Linked DNA regions of Sus scrofa: region 2 is linked to region 1. The links are chromatin contacts, called in public HiChIP or PLAC-seq maps. All regions are on one chromosome and are shown on one strand. Each heading gives the region's core, a stretch centred on a gene start, on an enhancer-like site or on the middle of the called end of the contact. The rest is flanking DNA. Distances are from core to core; before and after follow the strand shown.

Region 1 (5,354 bases), core at 1,553-4,052:
CGGAGCTGTAGCTGCCAGCCACAGCCACAGCAATGTGGAATCCAAGCCACATCTGCAACCTACATCACAGCTCATGCCAACGCCAGATCCTAACCCACTCAGCGAGGCCAGGGATTGAACCCTTATCCTCATGGGTCCTAATCAGCTTCATGACTGCTGAGCCATGACAGGAACTCCATGAATCAGCAGTATTATTACTGTGCTCCAGGAATATAGTGTATTTACTTTGCTTTTTTTTTTAATTAAAAAAAGTGACCCAGTCGTACATTTATATACCTTCCTTTCTTTATTACCTTTCATCCATATGTGGAATTTAAATTCAAATTAAGTGAAAGAAGACAACATGAAAAGACTACATACTGTATGATTCTAACTATAGGACATTCTAGAAAAAGCAAAACTGCGGAGACAGTAAAAGATCAGTGGTTTCCAGGGATTTGGGGTGGGGAGGGCTGAGTAGGCAGGGCACGGGATTTTTAAGGCAATGTTCTGTGTGATGCTGTAAGTGATGGGTACTTGTCATTCTACACATGTCTAAATCCATAGAAAGTACATGCCAAGAATGGAGTGTAATGTAAACTGTGAATTTGGGGGTGATTATGATGGGTCAGTGGTAGGTTCATCATTTGTAACCCATGCATTACTCTGGTGGGGATGTTGATAACTGGGGAGGCTATTGGGGCAGGGAGTGTACGGGAAATCTCTGTAGCTTCTCAATTTTGCTGTAAACTAAAATGGCTGTTAACAAGTAGTCTTTATACAAAAGATTAAAATTAAATAAAAGTCATAACTCAGTTCCTCAGTTTCACATGTTACATTTCAAGTACTTAACAGCCACATGTGGCTAATGGCTACTGTATCAGGTAGCACAAATTTAATAGAACATCTCCATCATAATAGAAAGTTCTGTTGGACAGCATTGCCAAAAATCAATCTCCCAAGTAAAAATTGGGCATTCGTTCTACTTATGTTTTACGTGTTATGCCTTAAAACAGGACCATTCGTTATACCTAACCTAACTATAGGCTGAATGTATTGAAGATCGGCATGATTATGATACTATCACTGCAATTATGAATACAGCTTAGAATAATAAATCAGATTTAGTGCCCATCACTTTAATACTTAAAAATAGCTTTAAAGTAAGTAGCCCTTGATTATGTTTTTATTGTCTTTTTCTCTTTCCTCATCTACCCCTACCTGTATAAAAGAGACTTAAAAGAAATAGAATTCATTCCTTAGTAATCACCTCTAGTGGGGTCAGAATTATTGCTTTTTGAAAAACTGTTTCAGTGGTTTTGCCTGGTATACTGATGTTGTTTCATCTTTTCATAATAAATCTTTGCCTTCTAGCATTGCTGCCTTTGAAGACATTTTATTTAATTGACCTACCTGTCATTTTTATGTTTCTTTCTCTCAGTCTACCCCCTCATACCCTGCTTCACCTATTCCAAGAGCAAGTCCCATTAGCTCTTCTTCCAAAAAAACTAATTGTCCATTTCCACTTTCACATCTTGTTTTAAGTCATCACCATCTCTCCCGTGGAGGACTACAGTAGCCTCCTAACTACTTCCTCTTGTCCTCTAAGATCACTTCTCCTTATAACAGACAAAATGATCTTTAAAAAAAATCAGGAGTTCCCGCTGTGGTGCGGTGGAAATAAATCCGACTAGGAACCATGAGGTTTCAGGTTCGATCTCTGGCCTCCCTCAGTGGGTTAAGGATCCTGTGTTGCCGTGAGCTGTGGTGTAGGTTGCAGATGCGGATCCAACCTGTCATTGCTGTGGCTGTGGTGTAGGCCGGCAGATGTAGCTCTGATTAGACCCCTAGCCTGGGGATCTCCATATGCCACAGATGTGGACCTAAAAAAAATCAAAAAAAAAAAAAAAAAAATCAGATCATGTCAGTCTCTTAGCCCTCCTGCCTCCTATTGTAGTTAGAAAAGATTCCAAACACCTTTACCTGGCCTTCAAGCCTCTTTGTGATCTGACCCTTTGTCTTCTTACTCAGCTCATCACCATACTGTCCCCCGCACAGAGCTTTAGCCATTCTGGCCTCCTTAGGGTTCCTTGAGTGTACCCAGACTTCCCTGCCTTTGGGCCTTTTTCTTGCTTCTCCTCTGGATTGTTCTTTCCCATCTCTTGCATGAGTGCTTTTCACCTTCAGAATCTTAGCTCCAATGATAACTTTTTTTTTTTTTTTTCCTTTTCTAGAGCTGCTCCCGTGGCATATGGATATTTCCAGGCTAGGGGTCCAATAGGAGCTGTAGCTGCTGGCCTACACCAGAGCCACAGCAACGCTGGATCCTTAACCCACTGAGTGAGGCCAGGGATCGAACCCACAACCTCATGGTTCCTTGTCAGATTCGTTAACCACTGAGCCACGACGGGAACTCCCAATGATAACTTCTTTGTCCACTCTTTTTAAAGTAGGCTCTTTCTACTCCTGCCTCATACGCTTTTAGTATCATCCTTACTATTCTCTGGAATGATTTCGTTTATTTTTTTACTTGTGTATTGTCTACTCCCACTATAACTTCAATGAGGGGAGGAAACATTTTCACTCCCGCTCTGTCCCTGGTACCTAGAGTAGAGCGGTGACTGGTGCATGTAGTTGTACTCAGTAAATGTTTAATAATGCTGAATAACTGAATATGGAATACTTGGAAAGTAGGAGATAGAGGAAGAACTCAGCCCCACCACCACCCCACTTACTCATTCACTAACGCAAGATCTCTCTCCTTCTCTCTCTCTCTGCCTCTGTATTTCTCTGGCTTTTTCTATATATGTACACATGTGCATAAAATAAAAGGAAGTGCCTTTTTTCTAAGTGTGAACCTCCTTCTAGGCCCTTTATGCTTAGTATGAACTAGTGACTTTGTTGTTGAACTTCATCTTTTCCTTTATGAAGTCATGGTCCACAGCTTTTTGAATGGCTGATTTTTGTTGGAAACTATGGTGAACAATACATCTGGAAATATTCTGTCATGTTTTGATCTGAGAAACTCTAGAGAACCAGCTGCTGATTTGAAAGGCTTTTATTATGATACAGACAGTCTATTGTCTACGAAAACACTGACTATTACACAGTGGTATATGTGTCTTGCTTTTTTCTGAGCTATTAACTTGAGAGAAAAAACTTGTATTCATTAACTCATGCCTGACTGGTATTCCCTGAGAATAGTTTATTGTGTTTTTTGCTTTAGCTGATTTAGTATGCATTTAGGGATTTTTTTTAAACCCATTTTTTTCCTTCTTTAAACTCAATAAAAATTAAATGGTTGAATAATAGGATTGAGATAATTTTCCATACTGGGTTTTAAAAATTTCATAGATTTCTGCATTGCAATGTTTATATTTATGATTTAATACTCCTTGATAGCTTTATATTGATAAAGTGTGAATTTCACTATTCTGTCTATTAAAGTACTTCTTCTAGAGTGCTTTGCAATATATGATGTGGTTAAAGAAAAATTGACATTCAAGTACTACATAGAACTGATTTTGAAGAAAGTGAGTATGTATATCATTTGTGGTATGATAAGTACATGTTCCCATATACACAGTCTGGTCAGTGTGACAATATTTTTACATATTTTAAAATTTTTGAAGTTTTTGGGAAGACATATAAAATGACAGCTAATTACTATAATTATTAGGTAGGAAATAATTGCACCTAAATAACCCACAGTAACACTTTTTTTTTTGGCCACACCTGCTGTGTATGGAAGTTCCTAGACCAGAGACTGAATCTGAGCTGCAGCTGTGACCTATGCCATAGCTGTGGCAATGCCAGGTCCTTAACCTGGCGTGGGAAATTAAACCTATAACTCCGTTGCAACCCAAGCCACTGCAGTTGGATTTTTTTCTTTTCCCCTTTTCTAGGGCCGCTCCCGCAGCATATGGAGGTTCCCAGGCAGGGGTCGAATTGGAGCTGTAGCCACCGCCTACACCATAGCCACAGCAACTCGGGATCCGAGCTGTGTCTGTGAGCTACACCACAGCTCACGGCAATGCCGGATCGTTAACCCACTGAGCAAGGGCAGGGACCGAACCCGTACCTCATGGTTCCTAGTCGGATTCGTTAACCACTGCGCCACGACGGGAACTCCTAGATAAGGAGTTTTTAAATGTGTCTTAACACAGGCTAGCCAATGATTTTCCAAAGAAAATGTATCAGTTTACATTGCCACCAGCAAGGTGTAAAACTATTTGTTCCATTGTAGCATTTAGCATTTTCTTTCTTTTTTTTTTTCCCATTTTCGGCTACACCTGTGGCATATGGAAGTTCCTGGGTCAGGGATCAAATCAGAGCTGCATCTGTGACCCATGCCACAGCTGCAGCAACACATCCTTAACCCTCTGTGCCAGGCCAGGGATCGAATCCATGCCTCCACAGAGACAAGCTGGGTTTAACCCACTGTGCCACAGCAGGAACTCCATATATTATTTCATTTTAAGTTGTCCTACAATTAGGGAGAACATCATGTTGATTGCTAGTTATTGTTTTCATATATTTGTAGTTTCTAGTTTCAGTTACAATTGTTTCACAAATTTTCTCAGTTTCAATAACATCAGTTTACTTCTGAGTAGACGTCTTGAGCTACCTAACTGGATTCAGGTATTTCATATAATCTACAGATACAGCAGTTTGTCATTAAACATAAATATAGGAGTTTCTTCTGTTGTGGCTTAGTGGGTTAAGAACCTGACATAGCGTCTGTGAGGATGCAGATTCAGTCCCTGGCTTCACTGGTGTTGCTGCAAGTTGTGGCATAGGTCGCAGATATGGCTCGGATCTTGTGTTGCTGTGGCTGTGGTGTAGGTCTACTTGTGATTTGAGCCCTAGCCTGGAAACTTCTGTATGCTGTAGATGTGGCCATTTAAAAACAAACAAACAAATAAACAGAAAAAAACTGTAAACACACATGTATATATTCTCAGTGTTGGATTTCTTTTGTTTTCTCACTGCTCAATGATTCCTTCAAATTACTCTTGAGAAGTTTCTTGTATTATGTTTGTAGTCGATATTGTTATCCAACTGTATTATGGAAGCATTTATGGGAGCAGTCTTGATAATTTCGAAACATCCAGAAATTATCGTTGAATCTAGAAACTTCAGTGATATATTATATGTAATGTTTACATTTCAAATATATTTAAGCAATAGTTTTAAAAGTCTGAGAATTTATATTTAAATTGTGAATTGTTTTTCCATGTAGGTTGGAAAAGAGACTGTTCAAACCACTGAGGATCAGATTTTGAAGAGAGATATGCCACCAGCATTTATTAAGTAAGTAATTAAAACATTTTTCTAATGCTAAACAGAATAATTCTCTTGTTAGGAAAGAAAAG
Region 2 (5,354 bases), core at 837-3,336, 170 kb before region 1:
GTAAGTGGTAACCATTGTCACTATTGCTGCTGCCAGTCTTTCTTTCAGGTGGCCATTCCTACCCAAGCTGGGTCTCCAGTGAGAATAAGTGTCCTTCTATCACAAGAATTCTGACCTCCAAAAATGGCCTTTGGGCCCATCTCCAGTTCATGCTGGGTGATCTGACACTTATTTTTTTCAACACGTTTACTACGCCTGACCACCTACTGTGTTAAATGCTTTACATATGTCAAAGTTCTTAACTCTGACTGCCCATTATAATCACTTGGGACTTAAACAAACAAACACAACTTTTGTTTATGCCCATCCCATACCCTAGGGGGTCTGCTTTTATTTGCCTGGGGTGGGGTCCCAGCATCAGGATTTTTTTTTTTTAATTTTCTCATACAGGCAGGGTTGAGAGCCTTAGACATACACAATCTTAATCATCAGCATGTTATTTATTAGCCCCAATAGAGAGGTGAGGAAACTAAGCTTGGGAGAGCAAATGTGACCTGCTCAGGGTGTGGCAAGGCTAGGATCCAAACCCAAGGACAGCTGTCTGCACAGCTCCTGCACTTTACAGCCTTTCAGACCCAGAGGTCTGCAAATGCCAGACTTCACAATTTTGAGGGGTGTGGCTTCCCCATGGGGTCCCCACCAGTGCCACTGAGGGCTGGTCTTCACCCCGGGCACCTGCAGGCCCGCCTTGGCTGCAGCCCTCACTGGCAGGCCAGGCTGTCGGGTGGGCGGCGTCTGGAGAAAAGCCTCCTGCTGCCCAGCTCCACATCCCCAGGCTATTGCCTCCTGAGAGTTGGCAAGCGCCCAGCATGCATGGCTGGTTAGGGGGCTCTGAAACACCAATGCGCTTGCAGATGCCAAGTTAGGTGGTCCGTCTGGCATGCCCATCTCAGCCCACAAGCATGGGACTCGCCTCCCTGGTGCTCGGGCCTGGCATGCTGGCCCTCCTGGTGGGGTGGCAGGGAGCCGAGGCAGGCGGTCGGGGAGGACTCATGCCACGTACCTTGCCCGGCCAGGCCGGCGGCGCTCGCGGCAGGCGAGGCGGGGGCGGAGCTCTGCCTGCCAACTGAGGGGATACAGTCTCTCAGTGCACAGAGCTGCCGCCAAGCCACGGGGGCCAGTCAGCAGCGAGCATGCCCCAGCGCGAGGCAGGAACCCGCTGCCGCTGCGCACAGCGGGGTCCGGGCGGGCGGCGTGGCCAAGCCGGCCGAGCTGGGGGAGCAGAGGCACCGGAGGCAGGCTGGTGAGCAGGTGCGGCTGGCCCTGCAGCAGTCTGGGGACCTGAGAGGACTGGGCTCAGGGCAGAGGGAAGCCCACCTGTGCTGCAACCACTGGGGTGAGAGCCCGCAGATCAAGGCCTGACTCGGTGAGAGGCAGTGTCCTTTCTGAGGCTGCCCAGCCCTAGCTTAAGGCTATGAGGAGAGTAAGCCTCATCTGCAGACCTTCCTCCCGGGGGGACCTCAAGAAGGACATTTTCAGAGAGCCCGGAACAGAGCCGGTTCCTCAGGCCATATCCCAAAAGTAGCGAGACTGGCACTAGGGGCCTAGGAAGGAACCATGGCCATTGTGCAGCTAACTCACTGATGCTCCACAGCCCCCAAATCCTCAGGGGCACAGCTCACTTTCCCTCTTCAATTGAGCCAGCTGGCCAGGAGAAGCTGTATCTCACAGCGCTCCAAGGGTATAAGTGCCCAGAAAGAAAACAAAGGCCACCGAAGCGATACATTCTAGAGGCCCTGATTTCACCATGAGCCAACGTGTTAGAAACCAGGGATAGGCTGAACCCTCTATTTCAACTCAGAAAACAGTCCAACTCATTCCTAAGGAAGCACACAAGTGCCCCTCCTGTTTGATTATACCTGTGGACACCTCTTTCTGCAGAAGCTTCTAGGGACAGGCTCTGACCTCACCTGCCCCAGAGGCAGGGCAGAAGAGGTCATCCTGGAATGCCTGCAGCATTTCTTTTTTTTTTTTTGTCTCCTGAGCCAGGGCAAAGGGAGCGCAAAGGCCAAAGTCGAGAGAGGGACAGGAAGCTCTTTAGGGATCAGTGACAGTGCTGTGTCCTAATAGAGACCAAGTTCCTGAAACCAGGACACTGATTTCCTGAAATGGACGGGGAGAGGCTGATGCGGAGGCCTGAGGCCACTGGACAGGGCACATGCTATTGATTTCCGAGCAGCCTGTTTTCACATCTCTTTCACACAGAGAGAGAACAGATCACCATTCCAGGGTCGGCACAGAGCTGCCCTTGAGCGTCCTCTAGAAAGGCTTTCTTAAACCCAGAAAGTAGAAGCTGCAAGTAATTAGAGGACTAGAAGCACAACGTGGGACTACAGCCCCACCTCTGCTGGAAGCAGCCTACAGTGGCCTCCTGCTCCCATCTGTGAGGCGAATCCAGAACCAGAGCTTCTCTCCATGGGTTCCCACAGCACAAGATCGAGCCCCACAGGGGTGGGCCTGAGGGGGACACTCTCCCAGCTCACTCTCCAGTCCTCAGCCTGGGGCCCTGTGGCTCTCCCTCAGGGAAGAGCTCAGGAAGCCCCAGAGCCAGGTTACCAGGAACCAGCACAGTGAGCCCTGGACTCAGGCTTAAGGGAGCAACCTCTGCCCAGAGTGGCTGCCCACCTGTGCCTCCCGCAAAACCTCCGCTCCGTTAGGGCAGCGCAGAAGGAAAGCAAGGGAAGGAGCCTGGTTAGAATGAGACAGGGGTGGGGTGGGAAGTGTCTTGAACCAAAACAGGGGAACTGGGGGTTAGGAGGAGGGAAGGCCAGGGGAAAAGGCAAGCCGGGAAGAGACCTTTCTGTCTTAAATCCTGTTGTTAATCTTTTCCTTGCAGAAAAGCCACTGTGCTTCCCAATTGAGGGCAAACGATGGGGAGGGGGGGAAGGTGGAGTGTCTTGCATCTTAAAAAGAAATGTGAAGTGTGATTTACAAATTATTGGTTCACTTCTCCCAATTCCTCATGCAAATTTAAGCAAGTTCTTTTCCTTCCATTCTGCTGGTCTCTATTACTTCACTCTTACAATTGGTATCAGAGGATATTTTAAGCACAGTCACCGTAAAAGGTTTAAACATCTGGAATAATTTCTATTAGTCATCTCCACTTGGACACGACAACAGAGAGATCGCCTTAGTTGGCCAATTAATGGTGGTGACTGGGAAGGTTCATTACACCTCATCACTTTCTTTCTCCCAGCATATCCTCCAATGCCCTCGAGACCTGCTAAAATTTAAAGTGCTGAGAGTCTTCAGAGAATTCAATAAGAAGCCCCAGGGACAAGGTAAATGGGAGGCTGGCCAGGCTATTCCTTGGGAGGAGGGAATATAGTTCACAAATGTGAAGCCACGTCAGGCCTCCCAGAATTTCAGGTTACAATCCTCAGCTGCAGCAGCCCCTCCAAAACAGGATCCCCATCATCTTGGTCAAGGTGTTGCCTGAGACACCCAGCGCCAGGGTGGCACGGTATGGCAACAGCCTGTTCTGACCCACTCACCTCGTAGAATTAAAGTGCACAGCTGAAAACATACCTGAAAAGTTCCTGGAGACAAGCATGGTCGTAAGGATGGCACCCTGGGGAAAGAAGAGAGACCTGTGAATTCTATGTGCAGTCTGTTCTCAGGCAGAGGGCAGCTGCCAGCGAGAGCCCGAAGACACCAGGACTGGGGCCCCCAACATGTACACCATCTTCACAGCTCAGCTCCAGCCAGGAGGGGTGTTCCCTTCGGTGATGGGGCAGGGGGCACCCTGTCAAAAGCACGCGGGCAGCCCAGCCAGGAAGGCAAGACTCACCTTTAGTTTTCTCCGGGCATTGAACTTGCGCAAGCACTCCACAGTCTCTTGACGATGCATCATAGATGCCACTGTGGACCGTTGCTGGAAGCCAAACAGACAGGCCTGTGAGCCCCCGGCCAGATCCTCTGCCCCTCACCACTGTCCCAGCACCGATGGCCTTGTGCTCAGCCACCCGAGAGTTGCTCCAAAGATGAAGTCATAGATGTGAAAATGCTTTTACAATAAAAGCACTACCCAAAACTCAAGGTTATGTAAGGACAATAATCTGAACATGAAAACACCACCGGTAATTGATGCTGGAAGAACATGCCCGAGAGTGTGCTAATCTTCCTTGGGAGATGGAGGCTATGAAAGGGGCCAGTATTCTGTGTATTGTCATCCTCACGCCATTACTCCTTCAGCAACTGTTCAGTGAACACCTAGTACATTCCAGATTCTGGGCAGTGCGAGAACCAGCAGGGTTCCTGCTCTCTGTGAGAACATTTGTTCCTTTCAAGAGCTCCTCTCAATCCCCCAAACGAGGTGCTAAAAGAAGCTAAGGATCTTCACCTTGAGGCATCAACCCTTCTCAGCATTTTAGATGGGAGTTTTTCTTCAATGTATTACTGCTAACTTCCTTCCTCCTTAAACAGATTCCACTGGACATGACTGACATTCCCCTGATGACTCAGGGGTCAGCATACAAGCATCAACTGTTATGTAATAGCCTAATACAGAGAGGCCCTCTGTGGCTACTGAGGTATATAGGATGATGGAGAGTGGGGCCCACAAAAATGACCCCTGGAACAGATTGCTGTAATTCTCAAGTACCCTTTTTTTTTTCTTTTTCGGGCCGCACTTGTGGAGCCCAAAAAAGGTTCCCAGGCTAGGGGACTAATCAAAAGTACAGCTGCTGGCCTACACCACAGCAACGCCAGATCCGAGCCACATCTGCGACCTACACCACAGTTCATGGCAACCCCAGATCCTTAACCCACTAAGCGAGGCCAGGGATTGAACCCGCATCCTCATGGTTCCTAGTCAGATTCATTTCCTCTGTGCCACGATGGGAACTCCTCGAATACCCATTTTAAGTGGCTCATCCCCTCACTTTGCGGTTGTTATCTTGGCCAGCCTGCTAGAAAAATTAATCCTACAACATGCAGCCTGGTGCCTACACCCCCACAGGGCCACCCTGCAATCCTTCCTCTTGTTCCTGGCCACTGCCTTTCCTGGTTCCTGAAGAAACTCTTCCAACCTTGTCGAGTTTCCCCAAGTCTCATCCTGCACCTCCTCCTCCAGAGAGTAAACTTCTCTACCGGGAAGTGAGGAATCACCAAGCAAGAACTTCAACTTCAGTCTCCCACCCACAAGCTGATTTCCATGCTCCTGGAACCTCATCCCCAGTCCCTGAAGCATCATTGTCCATGTGCTGACCCCTGACCACGACTCAGGAGCACCTCTTGTTTTGCTATCTAAACCTTGGTTCCTCAATTAGCCAAATTTTAAAAAATTATTTTTATTTATTTTTTAAAATGGGATTACATCAAATTTTATTTTTTTCTCTAACATTTGTTTTTTG

What was found. HiChIP or PLAC-seq counts read pairs in DNA pulled down with a chosen protein or histone mark.
Region 2: an H3K27ac HiChIP or PLAC-seq map of alveolar macrophages shows a contact between it and region 1. The contact joins two enhancer-like sites. A contact is called at or near these places in 2 of 47 Hi-C or Micro-C datasets (embryonic fibroblasts and epiblast stem cells) and 1 of 2 datasets of contacts at active chromatin or transcription factors (alveolar macrophages).

What each region holds. Positions count from the first base shown.
Region 1 is chr14:76,732,884-76,738,237 of Sscrofa11.1, forward strand. VCL (vinculin) reads left to right here. Exons shown (of 21, transcript NM_213934.1): 2 at 5,222-5,292. Among named protein-coding and RNA genes, the nearest start is that of VCL, 35 kb to the left of the region's middle. Within about 2 kb of position 2,803, at least 6 of the 83 cell types and tissues checked have an H3K27ac peak or open chromatin away from gene starts, as enhancers often do. A contact at or near this core is called in alveolar macrophages, where this site is marked.
Region 2 is chr14:76,558,750-76,564,103 of Sscrofa11.1, forward strand. CAMK2G (calcium/calmodulin dependent protein kinase II gamma) reads right to left here. Exons shown (of 21, transcript NM_214193.1): 11 at 3,791-3,874; 12 at 3,529-3,571; 13 at 1,004-1,066. Among named protein-coding and RNA genes, the nearest start is that of NDST2, 27 kb to the left of the region's middle. Within about 2 kb of position 2,087, at least 3 of the 83 cell types and tissues checked have an H3K27ac peak or open chromatin away from gene starts, as enhancers often do. A contact at or near this core is called in alveolar macrophages, where this site is marked.